2 separate regions of the Mus musculus genome follow, and region 2 is linked to region 1. The links are chromatin contacts, called in public HiCAR-type maps. All regions are on one chromosome and are shown on one strand. Each heading gives the region's core, a stretch centred on a gene start, on an enhancer-like site or on the middle of the called end of the contact. The rest is flanking DNA. Distances are from core to core; before and after follow the strand shown. Region 1 has its middle 12 kb from the start of Gm36561. Region 2 has its middle 150 kb from the start of Gm36561.

Evidence for each region. HiCAR-type assays count read pairs that join an accessible place to other places.
Region 2: a HiCAR-type map of astrocytes shows a contact between it and region 1, with 2.4 times the contacts expected there. The contact joins two enhancer-like sites. A contact is called at or near these places in 2 of 15 datasets of contacts at CTCF or cohesin (both in the NIH/3T3 cell line), 3 of 115 datasets of contacts at active chromatin or transcription factors (astrocytes and embryonic stem cells) and 1 of 9 other capture datasets (embryonic tail).

What each region holds. Positions count from the first base shown.
Region 1 is chr1:189,019,540-189,025,995 of GRCm38.p6, reverse strand. No RefSeq gene overlaps it. Among named protein-coding and RNA genes, the nearest start is that of Gm36561, 12 kb to the left of the region's middle. Within about 2 kb of position 2,450, at least 5 of the 459 cell types and tissues checked have an H3K27ac peak or open chromatin away from gene starts, as enhancers often do. A contact at or near this core is called in astrocytes, where this site is marked.
Region 2 is chr1:189,182,638-189,189,093 of GRCm38.p6, reverse strand. No RefSeq gene overlaps it. Among named protein-coding and RNA genes, the nearest start is that of Gm36561, 150 kb to the right of the region's middle. RefSeq lists an enhancer at 493-1,820. Within about 2 kb of position 3,668, at least 33 of the 459 cell types and tissues checked have an H3K27ac peak or open chromatin away from gene starts, as enhancers often do. A contact at or near this core is called in astrocytes, where this site is marked.

The DNA of each region.
Region 1 (6,456 bases), core at 1,201-3,700:
TGGTGTTGGGTCATCGTTCCAGATGTTATGTAAAATGCTTTCTGTTTTTCTCACATCATATAATCTTGGCTGTAGGTTTGTCATATTTAGCCTTTATTATGTGGAGGTAAATTCCATATAATCCCAGTTTATTTGAGTCTTCGATCATCGAGGTATGTTGAACTTTCTCAAATGCTTTTTCTACAACTATAGGCATGATCCTGTGATTTCTGATTTATTTACTGAATTGTATATATTGGACAACTTTGCTTTCCTAGGATGCATGTGCCCTCCCCCAGCACTGAGCAGACAGGCTCAGATCTTGTTTGCCACAGTTGCTAGCTCACCTAGAGTGGAGTCTTCCGACCTAGGTAAAGTCTATTGTCTGCCACATCTGCAGCTTCCTGCAAGAAGCCACCACCTGCTGAGCAGCCTGGGCTCATTTTCCTGAGGAGTTCCTGGCATAATGTGGGATGGATGGGTCTCCCCCCTTTAAATTCAGACCCTAGAATTAAAACATTGAGCCTTGATCAGAGAACTTTGTCTTGGCTCGTTATTTCTCTCGCCATCCTTCCCATCCATCCCCAGCTTTCCTTTCAGGAACCCAGGAAACCATGGCCCCTGGCAGCTACAAATGAAACCAACTTGTTCATAGCATTTGTCTTTCATGTGTTCTCCAATTTAGTTTGCAAGTATTTTATTGAGGATTTTTCTTTATTTGTTTGAGAATTTTTCTATATTTGTTAGAGAAGTCGGTCAAGTGTGTGTGTGTGTGTGTGTGTGTGTGTGTGTGTGTGTGTGTTTGTATGCCTTTGTATGACTTTATCTGATTTTGAAATCAGGGCAGTCCTGACTTTGTAAGAAGTTTGCTAATGTCCTGTGCCTTTCTCTTTTGTGGATCAGTTTACAAAATGCTGGCATTACATCTTCCTTTTCACTCTGGTAGAACTTACCCGTGAACAGCCATCCCTGAGCCTTTCTTTGTTAAGAAAAATTTAACTCCTATTTTGTTCTGTGGATTGTCTCAAGTCTTTTTAAATTGTTCATGTCTTATAACTTTACATTTGGTAGTCATAAGCATTTAAACCTTTATAACTTCTAGATTTTGTCCAGTATGTTGATTATATTCTGAAAGCATTACAAATGATGTTCTGGATCTCAATGAAATCTATATAACAGCTTCCCTCTGTGTACTATTTTATTTATATGGGTTCTTTTCTCTCTCTGGTCTGTCTGCTTAGTGTTCTGTTGCTCTGAAAAGATACCATGACCATGACAACTCTTCTAAAAGGAGGTTGTTTAGTCCATTTTCATCATGTCAGGAGCACAGCAGTGTGCAGACAGCGCAGTGCTGAAGCAGTAGTTGAGAGTTCTACTTCTAGATTCACGGGCATCAGGAAGAGAAGTAGCCACGAGGCTCAGAATGAGCTATTGGAAACCTCAGAGCCCACCACCAGCAACAGGCTTCCTCCAACAAAGTCACAGCCCCTAATCCTTTCAAATAGTACCACTCCCTGGTGACCAAGCCTTCAAGCCTATGAGCCTGTTGGGGCTCACTGTTATATGGACTATCACACCATCCATCCATCCATCCATCCATCCATCCATCCATCCATCCATTCATCTATCATATCTATCTGACTGTCTATCAATCAATCTATACCTATATCTATCTATCTATCTATCTATCTATCTATCTATCTATCTATCATCCATCTATCCATTTATCTTTCTATCAATCATCTATTCTCTATTTCTCTCTCTCTCTCTCTCTCTCTCTCTCTCTCTCTCTCTCTCTGCCTGCCCCCTCTCAGCTAGGGAGTTGGCAATCCGAAATTCTTTTAATCTTTCCAAAATCCAACTTCTCATTTGGTTGGTCTAGAAGCTCTACTTTCTCTTTCTGTTTTGTTTGGTCTAAATCATGATTGATGTCTACTGTTGGCTTGGGTTTGGCTTCATTTTTTTTTTCTGGAGCTTTGGGGTACTTATTTGAGCTCATTGGTTTATTTACATTTGAGCTCTCTAATATTTGAGAAAAGTGGTTATAGTTACAAACTTTGTTCTTGACTGCCTTGGCTGTGTCCCAGAGTTTCTGGTAGGCAGTGACCTCATTCCCACTTGATTCTAAGAATGTTTAATTGGTCTCTTTAATTTCTTCAATGACTCACCCAGTGTTCATTCAAAAATGCATTGACAATCTCCAAGTTCTTATGTATTTGTGCATGCGTATGTTGGGAGGGGGTGGTAATCCTTGCTAGTTTTATTCCATGAGGTTTGAAAAGTATATTCATGAGCCAACTTGGGCTCAGAGAGACAAAAACTGCATATTCTTTCTCGTATGTGGATCCTAGCATCTAAGCTAGAAAAAGGGAAAGGGACCCTTGTGATGAAATAGCAAAAGGGAGGGGCCTGGGATGGGTGGGGCACACATGGCACAGGCATGGGAGATGGTGCAGGGGTGAGGGAAGGAGTGAAAATGCCATCAAACTCTGCCCCTCTGTGGTAATTAAAAATCCAATATAATAAGTTAAAGGTAGATATAAAACAATTTTGAAAGAATGTTGCCATCTAGTGGCCAAGCTAAGGAATTCACTTAGACGATCATGTTTTCTAAAAATGTGGCTGTTTTATATTCACTAAGTAAATAGTGTCCTATTCACTAAAAGTTATACTTTCTTTTTGCGCTCAGTTTTCAGGCTTCCAAAAATTTATTCTCAGGTATGGCCTGCTTCCCAAAGAAGCAGTTTCTCCAGGTAAAAGCAAGATGTATATCTGTTAAGTATTTGGTATGTCTTAATCTCAGAGGACACTAATACTCTGGGCATGGCTCTCTTCCTTGCATGTGTACTTGTGTGCACCTGGATAGTTTGATGATGTCACAGGCCCATGAAGACTGAGCAGCCTGCATGAACAGTCGATCAGACTCTGGCATTGTCTTACGGTTGGGTGTGGTCTCTCCATCTGCCGCCTGGTTCCATGCTCTCACTTTTCCTCTCAGGGGGGCTTGGTCTGATTTTCCTCTCCCTCTCTGGGGGGTTTGGTCTAATTTTCCTCTCAGGGAATCGTTTTATTTCAGCTCTTTACCTTAAGGTTATATCTGAAGAACTCATGGGGCCAGATGTCCTCATAGCTCACCTCTTAGGTGCCATACCCTAGCCTTCCTCTGTTGACATCGAGTTTCTGTCCTCTGTTCTCATTGGCGATTCTTGCTTTCCCTCACTTTTGCTCTTTTAACCAACACTGGGCAACTTCCCATGGATCATCTCCCAATAATGTGTTGTTGCTGGTCATGCATGTAGCTTTGTTAGTGTCTGAAAATACCACCCTGTTCCTTGACCCTGTAACTTAGTCATCCTATTCTCTATCAGTGCCTTCTATTCACCCAAGGTAGGGACCCATGAGAGAACAAGGAAATTATTTATATAAGTCCAGCTTGGTGAACCCATGACATTTTTATTTTTGCTTACATACAGGAACATGTGTGAAAGGTTGCTTTCTAAAATGATTCTAAAACAGGTGCATCACCAAAGAGTCCCACCCAAGCAGGGGTCACAGTCTCCCAGTGTTGGGAGCCGCCCTCACATTCGCCGTTACAAGATGGCGCTGACATCCTGTGTTCTAAGTGGTAAACAAATAATCTGCGCATGTGCCAAGGGTAGTTCTCTACCCCATGTGCTCTGCCTTCCCCGTGACGACAACTCAGCCAATGGGCTGCAGCCAATCAGGGAGTGACACGTCCTAGGCGGAGGATAATTCTCCTTAAAAGGGACGGGGTTTTGCCATTCTCTCTCTTGCTCTCTTGCTCTCTTGCGCTCTGGCTCCTAAAGATGTAAGCAATAGAGCTCTTGCTCTCTCTCTTGCGCTCTTGCTCTCTTGCGCTCTGGCTCCTAAAGATGTAAGCAATAGAGCTCTTGCTCTTGCTCTCTTGCTCTCTGGCTCCTAAAGATGTAAGCAATAAAGCTTTTGCCGCAGAAGATTCCGGTTTGTTGCGTTCTTCCTGGCCGGTCTCGAGAACGCATGTAAGATCCCAGAAGCTGCATAAATGGATTCTTCCATTCAGTCAACACTTCCATACTCTAGCGCCTCCTGAGACTGCATGCAGCTGGGATGGATGCATGGAAGAACTTGTGTGACTGAGCAGTTGTGTCAAAAATTATAAGCTGCTGAGAGCACCTTATAATTATGGTTTTTTTTGCCATGGCTTTGCATGGCCTGGCTCCCAGAATCCTGACAATACGGCTACAAGAGAATGAAGAAATCACAGACATAGAGAAGTTGGGATCAAGTGGTTTGGGCTTTCTGATGGAGAAGCCACACTTCCTGCTTTATTGTATGCAATGGAACAGGAAGCTGGAGCTATTATAAATGCTAAACAAGGAGGCAGGCTTGTCTAATCTGGGTAGGAGCTGTCTCTATAGGGGAGCAGTCTTCAGGCTGTAACATCTGAGGTGAGAAAGCTGTGGTGGAGATTTTCTGCATACACTATCAACACTCATACTCACCCCTGAGGAAGGCTCTGCCACTCCATGAGTCTGAGGCACCCGTCCTTTGACATAGCCATGTTCACAGGTCTGAGGCACCTGTCCCTTGACATGTCCTTGCTCATGGGTCTGAGGCACCTGTCTTATGACATGTCCTTGCTCATGGGTCTTAGGTGCTTATCTCTTGAAATGGCCATGCTCACGGGTCCGAGGCACGTCCCCCTTGACATAGCAATACATTTGATCAGGGCTTCACCTACACCCTGTAGTTTTAAAATTACATTATACAATTGACATTTATTTTTCTGTAATTTGCTAATGGTTAGTTTTTTCTGTCTGCCTTCATCACCAAGTTGTACATTCACAGGCTCAAGACTTTATCTTTACCGTGACTTTGCCCAACACGGTCCACCTGGTCCATTCATGGTGCTTTGTAAACAGGTGTACACGCAAAGGACTAACAACCCAGGGACAGATGCTGAGGGACGCTTGCGCTTTCCCAGAGGGATAAGGATCACGGGAGTGCGGAATGTTTATGGCAGAGGTGTGTGCCCCTCGAGCATTTAACACACAAAGGAAGTGTGTGTGGCAAGTTCACAGTGGCGAGTCAGGAAAGTCTGGGAGGACACAGAGTGCAGAGAAAGACAGAGTCAGTCAGGTAAGAAGACCAGAAGAAAACAGAGACAGTGAATACTGGGTAGCTTTCAAATTTATTTAGATAGAATTTTATATATTGAAGATTAGCGTTGGTCTTGAAGGAAGGCTCGGCCTCAGGGATCAGCAGAGGTCAACCTCCAGGAGGCTCTGAGAGCTGAGGGATTGTGGATCTCACAACAATGGTCACGACATGCAGGGTTTGTATACCTTTCTTTTTTGTTTGTTTAATTTTTAATAGCTTTATTCTGATGCATTTTATGAGTTTTATGTGACATATTTGTTTCCCTCCTCTTCCTCAGCTCTTCCCATCATCAGCCTTTTCCTCCCATCCCACACCACTTTGATATTTCTTCTCCCCAAAACATCCAACAAGGCCAGTTTCTGTTGCTCAGCTAATCTCAGGAGTGAGACCAGCCGTGGTATGTGATTGGCCCACAAGAACTTACGTCATTAGAGAAAATTGACTCTTCTGATCCTACAAGCATCTTATCAGGCTCTGGTTAATCGTGGGGGGTTTGCTCATCTTTTCCATTCTACGCTGGGATTTTGTCTGACTGGGGCTTACACGGGTCTTGTGCATTCTGTCACGATTGCCGTGTTCAATTGTCCTATTGTGTTTGGAAAACCCTGTTTCTCTGATGCTATCCAACACCTCTTGTACTTACGATACTTCCATCCCCTCTTTCTGAAAGCTTTACTGGGAGGGATGTGTTTATATGTCCCATTTGGGACTAAACTCTCCACGGTTTCTTATTGTCTACACAATGGCCACTTGGGAGTCTTGCATCTCCTACCATCTCCTGTGAGCAGCTCCTCTGATGATGGTTAAGGGATGCTCTGACCTATGGGTGTAACAATAAATCAGGAGTTGTTTTCAATGAGATACACCCACTGGTCCAATAGTGGCAGAAATGCTTTAGGAATAACCACTCTGTCTCTGTTGGATCAGGAAAGGCCTGTTTAGACGGAACCCATATCTGGCACTGTAAAAGGGGGCAGTAACCTGTAGCTAGCTATGTCATAGGCCCTAGGGGAAAAGCCAACACTGCTAAGTGGATCCATAGATCACAAAGGAGTCCTGACCTAGAGTGGTAATAGGGAAATAGAAGAAGACGACCGAACTATAAACTTCATCATACCAGAACAAATAATACAAAAATACAACAACGTGGACTCCCGCACTTGTGTTTTACAACAGGCAATAGTGTTTGAATCTCCCACCCCACTCCTTGAATGATCCCGCAGAGGCTTCTAGGCACTTTTGGAATATTAATGAGGTAGCATAACCACGGTTGGATCTGTGGTTTAATAAAGGCAAAAACAAAAGAACTAGAGCAAA
Region 2 (6,456 bases), core at 2,419-4,918, 160 kb before region 1:
TACAGGGAAATGGTGAAATCCTTCCTGGATCCTGATGTATCAGAAGCCAGGATACATAGATAGTTGGGCTGCTACAAAAATATGAATGAGCCAGTTTCACAGTTTAAAAGTTCATCAATGCAGCATCTAAGTGAATTACTCTTTTCTTCTGTAGGACATCTATCTGAACTCTTTATTTTATGCTTGTGCAAGGTTTCCTCATCATGATTGAAGGAAACTAATGTCTTACTACGTTTTTGACTGGTGACTACTCTTGACCCCTTATGGACTGGAAAAGGCTCTGATCTCATATATGATAATATGTATATATATATATATATATATCAGAATAATATATGTATATATATTCTATTTAAGGGATTGAGACATTATTATGTATATATATATATATATATATATATTCTATTTAAGGGATTGAAACATTATTACATATGAACACATATGTTATGCCTAAAATGTTAACATTTAGACAATGTTAACATTAAACTAAATTGAACTATGGACCCTTCTGAAAATATTGTTTTCCTTAATCAAAAACTGGTCCTAGAGATAGTCTTTGCTGAAATTTCTCACACTGAATATTGCATTGAAAAATAGGTTCCTAGCTTGGCCTTTGAACTTCTCATGTTAGAATAGTGTGTGACCTTGTCTTGGTTCCAGGTTAATCCTGTCATCACCAGATGTGCAATGACAACTTTCTCCAGCCTGTGACTATAGCCCTGGGGTGGAATAATCTATGTTATAAGTCTTTGCTACAGTTAGGCCTTCAAAGCCAAAGTGTAATGTCTCTCAAGCCCTGGGTAGCCATCAGCCATGGTGCAAAGTGGAAACAGACAGGAATGATAGATACCTAGGGAGAGCGGTTACAGCAATCAGAGGTCACACACAAGCAACTCCTGGTCAACACAAGCTCCTGATACCAGCTCCCGGGATGATGCTCAGTTGACTTCAGACTAGACAGAGTCTCAGTTATTTTCCTCCTCAACCGCATTGCACAGCAGCTGAGGCCTTGCTTTCAAGGCTGTGGGAAGGAAGCCAGGGCACCCTGTCCATTAGTATTTCAGGCAGCAGGTGTTGAGGTCTGCATTCCGTGTCGAGGGGTACTTTGCTCCGTGGAGATTGTGAACTCTTTGGCACGCCTGAATTGTTACTTTTCTATAGAAGAGCTTTATCCCAGCATGCTGGCATGCTAGCTAGCAAGTGGAGCATTTGTTCCCCTGGTTTCCCATGCGGTAGCTATTTATGTGTCTCCAAGGCAATTCTCACTACAATGCGGCATGTGCAGATTAGAAGTCCACGGTCAGGAAAGAATGAAGGCCCTGGAGGACCCATTCGATCAACGGACTGAGAATCAACATGAGCTAGAACAAAACAGACTGGAAGTTTTAACACCCACTGAACAAAGGTGAGAGCTATCTGGGTTTGCTTATTAAGATCCCATTTGCCCAAAATACACACATTACAGTAATGATTAGTCTTATAGTGAGTATAGTAGTTATTATGGGAAAACAAGCTTGAATTTTAAATCTGTGTTTCTAGCAGAGACTAGTCTAGTGGGCAGCTTTGTAGAAAATGTATTTTAATTGTTACTTTTCTAATAATTTAATTTATGATCCAAATTTAAATTATAGTCTACGACGCTAATGCTCATTGTCCAAGACACATGTAGTAGAGAGTGAATTTCCAAGATTCAAACTTACACATTCCAAAGTTTTCCAAACTCATTTTAAAGCATTTTCAGACAAGGTTTCTGGCTTTGCGATCTCTCTCTTTGGGCTGATTTTATATAAATGTGTGATATCCAGGAAGTGTCTGGGGAGCCTGCGGTGCACTTCTTTATATCTGCCTATGTACAAACGGAAGCCATATATTTTATTAGGCAACACCAAGGGCTTTATAAACACTGACATTTAACCATCCCAAGAACCCAAGGAGGTACGTTGCATTACTTTCATCTTACATAAAAGGAAACTGTCCCTTAGTCAAGCCAAATAATTCTCTGATGGTGGCGCTTTTCATCAGTTAGAGTGGTCTGTAAAATTCACCTACCTTTCACTACAAAAAAAGTATCTAAGGCTTGAGGATCGTCTTGGCTAGGGCTTAGCCCCCCCCCCCCCCCCCCCCCCCCGTTTAGCTGCTAGTAAGGTAATAAGAATTTTTCTTCTCTCCTTTTTATGCCTCACTAACTGCATATAGATGTTTTATTAATTTATCTGAACCGTAGACTTTTAACATCACAGTCCCACACGTGGTGTGGCATCAGCAGCTCAGATCTGTTTAAGGCCTCTCCGTGGTTCTAGGCTGAGGTCCATTTTGACACTTTCTATGGTGGATGCCACCAAAGATCTGCAGAGGCTTCTTCATGCTGAGCCCTGCTACTTCAGACTTACCCTGCACTCAACCTACTGCTCATATCTACATTTGCATTAGAGTCCAACCAAGAGACTAGTATGAACCTGGGGAAAGGAGGTGCTAGACACTTTCAATTGCTCTGTGCCTGGCGGCACTGTGTACAGTTGGGCACTTTGGGGAATTCCTCAGGGCTGGGCATTCAGGTTCTCTGGATGTAGGACGAGCCATCATGGTATTTTTTCCCTGAGTAACCATTGTTGGTGGTAACTATAGTAACCCCAAAGGAAATACAGTTTTTACGAAGAGTATACTCCCTTTAAATTATTTTATTTTATGAGTTTAGAAGTGCTGCCTACATGTATGCCTGTGTACCATGTATGTGCCTAGTGCCCACAGAGACCAGCAGTGGGCATCAGATTTCCTAGGACTGGCGTTAGTTGTCTATCACCCTGTGGGTGGTAGGAATTGAACACAGCTCCTCTGGAAGAACAGGTGGTTTTCGTAACTGCTGAAGTACATATAGTTTCAGGCCAAGGGTAGAGTGTGCTTGAAATAGGAAAATGTACATAAAATTTCCTTTCTGATGACTTTTTTTTTTCACTCTTTACTAATAAGACTTTTGTTACTCGGAAAATACGGGCACATCTTTCCTGAAGAGAATTAAGAATTAATAAATAGAAATGACTCTCCTGGACTTTCTTCACAACATGGAATTTCTTAAGAACTGAAAGACAGCCATAGCAGGGTCCCCCCTCAAGGGAACCTACCCCCCCCCCAATTTGGGCTCGGTGGACAATGTTAAAGATATAGCATTACTGATATCATTGCTGTAACATGGTAAAATACCATATTCTTAAAATAGCACTTTAAAGAGGAAGGAAATGGATTGTGTATATTTATCCCATGTTTGAATGCGTGATTATAACTTAATCTAAACTCATTCAAAATTACACACTGAACAGACATCCAGAATGAACTATTATGCTTTCTCCTAGTGTTACAGCTTCTCCTTAATTGAGTGCATTCACAAATAATTACTCATTTGCTGCCTTTTGGTGGCCCTCAGCAGTTTCATTGTTGGTGCGTTCTCAGACACTCAGATTTCCAGACAAATTTTCTTTGGCTAACTATGTTTAGCCTGAACGTGAGTCTGGAAAATGAGCTAGCCACTGCCCCTTCATTTGTCTTTAATTTGTTTATGTTTACTGTCGCCAGAGGCATCTGTGTCTTTAAGGCTTGTCACACTCAGTGGGCTATTTTCTGCAGTATCAGGTGCCCACAGTGCTATCCAGCAGGAACTGAAAGCAGCCAGGACTTCACTGCAGCCTTTTGTGAGAGGCCAAGGTCACGCTGTGCAGCAAAGCTTGGAGAATTCTTCCCAGCCTCAGGGTTCTTCAAAGCTCTGTCTATCGCAGACAGTTTCTCTGCCCCCACATCTTCTCCACCCCACGGCTCCCCCACTCTACTCCCTCCTGATACCACCAGTATGCTTTCTCTGCTTCTCTGATTTTCCTTCTTGTGGGTCTCTGCCCGTCCTGACGGTATGAAGTGCAGGCCTCCACAGGCTTTGTACCACTAGGCATCTAGTCAGGGAACCAAGCAAGGGCTGAGAGAGAGCAATGGGAGTTAACTGTCTAAGAAATGGGAAGGAAAACAGGTACCAGGGATAGTAAGTATAGAAAGTGCCTGCTACCCAGAAAGTCGAGTGTCACAATGCACAGTGCCAAAGAGCACTCTGTCTGTTACTTTTACTGGGGAGAAGTTAAAGTGACCTGTATATCCCAAAAGGAGCAATGACAGTAGACCCAAGAAACTAGTCCATCCAAGAGTAGTTTAGCGAACCAGAGTTTACTGGGGCTACGTACACGTGATCAGTTTCTTCTAACAACAAGGTGACTCTAAGGCACCTGTGTTAGTGAGTCACCCCAGTGCAGGTAACTCACAGGAGCTCCCTCTCCTTAGCTCTGTGCACAATTTGCAGGCAGGTCTGCTAGTCAGAGAGTCTGCTCTCTCTGGAGGTCCTTACTGCTTCTATAACCTCGGGGAGGAACCTTTGAGTCTTGTAACTTTCAGGAACTTCCTGAGTTGTCTACCTTTGAATTTTAAGTGTCTCTCCCCTCCCCTCTGAAGGAAACCCGTCTGTAGCCATCAAGGACACATTTCCAGCTCTTCTGAAGATCCTTTGGGACATTAACAAAGCATGTTCAAATTTGGCTTGTGCTGCCTCAGAAACAGAAAATGAAATAATAATAATAACAATAATAATAAAACCATTCAGTGCTGTGTGTTTTCACTTTCTTTTTTGGGTGTGTGTGTGTGTGTTTTCACTTTCAATGGTTATGATGGTTAATCTTGATTATTGTCTAGACAGCATTTAGTGTCTCCCAGAAGACACGTCTGGGCTAGTCCATTAGAGTGCTTCCATAGAGGTTCTACTAAGGTCGGATGACACGCTCTGAGTGTGGGTGGTGTCTTCCCATGGGCTAGGTTCCCTGAAAAAGATAGTGGAGCATCAGACACAGCACTCTACTTGCTGACTGCAGACATGATCTGAGAGCTGCCTCGTGCCTCTGCTGCTGCAAGTATAGCCACACTGGGGTCATGATAGATTGTACCCTCAGTCTGTGGCCAACGTAGACTCTCCCTTCCTTCCTCAACTTGATTCTGTCAGGTACTTTATCCCAGCAATTGACTAGTGCAGTGGGGAACAGTCAAATTTTCCATACCTCAGGACCATGGATTTGTATTTTACCCAGTTTGTCCCCCATGCTAAAGTTCCCTATCAGGAAGTATCTGAAATCCTATTGCTTCATGCACATGTGCTCTGTTTAGCAAAACAAGATACACATAGTAGGCCAGTGCGGTAGAGTGTGAAATTGTCAAGGCATCCAGACCTCTGTGGGGCACTCACCCCAAGGACTAAAGACAGGGCAGAGTTCTGAGGGAAAAAAGGCAAAGGCTCAGTGCTGGCCCTGTAGGGAAGCAAGCACGACACCAGCACTCCTTGCCCTGAATCAGTGCTAAGGAAACAGCACCTGTCTGGTTAATGATTGCTTTCTCGTGCCTGGGCTTGTGCATACATACTCATACAAGGTAGATATGTTTGCATACTGTAAAAATTCCAGCAACGGGGAGGCTGAGGCAGGGGGAATGACAAGTTTTAGGTACCTGGGATATATAATGAGCTTCATGGAAGCCAGTACAAAATAGGAAGGCTCTCTGTCAAAAAGACACATAAGCAAACACACAGAGATTATATCCAAAAAAGCCACTGCCATAGAAGCCACAATATTATTCATTTCATAATTTCAAATTATTCTCCTAGATCCACAAACACTGTGCCCAAGCTGAGCATTTAGCCTAAATGGGGAACAGCACCAATTTCTGAATCTTTCAAGAGATGACACTAAATTCTGCCGTGGATTTTATCAGAGACAAAGACAGGGATGCAGCTGTGTAGCTAGGACACTAGTCTTATGAAATACTTAGAACACGGGACAAGCTATCTCAGCGTTTCCAATTGACTAGAGCTTTGAAACATTCTCTAACCTGTTCTCAATAGACCCTCGTTTCTATTGGTGGAGTGTAGAGTAGGATTGTAGGAATCTGGCAGCTTAGAGGGGCCAGGTGCCTCTGAAGCATGCTGAGGTCCCCCCACATCCAGGGCACATCTCTGATAAATTAATTTGAGTTTCTTTGTGAGAAATTTAAAAGGTTTCCTGGAAGAATAGACAACTGGTCTAGGGCAGTCGCCTCCCTCCAGAGTCTGAAACTTCATTTGAAAGCCTCAGTTCATGAATTCACATAGGTTGGGAACCTCAGTGAGAAGCCATTACTCCCCCAACCCCCCACCACTATAGTAGCCTTAAGCCTTTTTAGAGGAAATTTCATTTTAGCTGACTATTGATTCATCCCTAGGTAATATTTATCAATTAGCAATTACCCAAGGACTATGAAGTATAAGCAATTCTGCCTTAAAAAAATGGAAACTTCTAATACATACAACAAATTGGATTAAACTGGAGAATATACCAACAGAAATAAACCGAACACAAAAATATACCATCTAATCCATACTAGACTCTTTTAAAAAATCTAAATTCA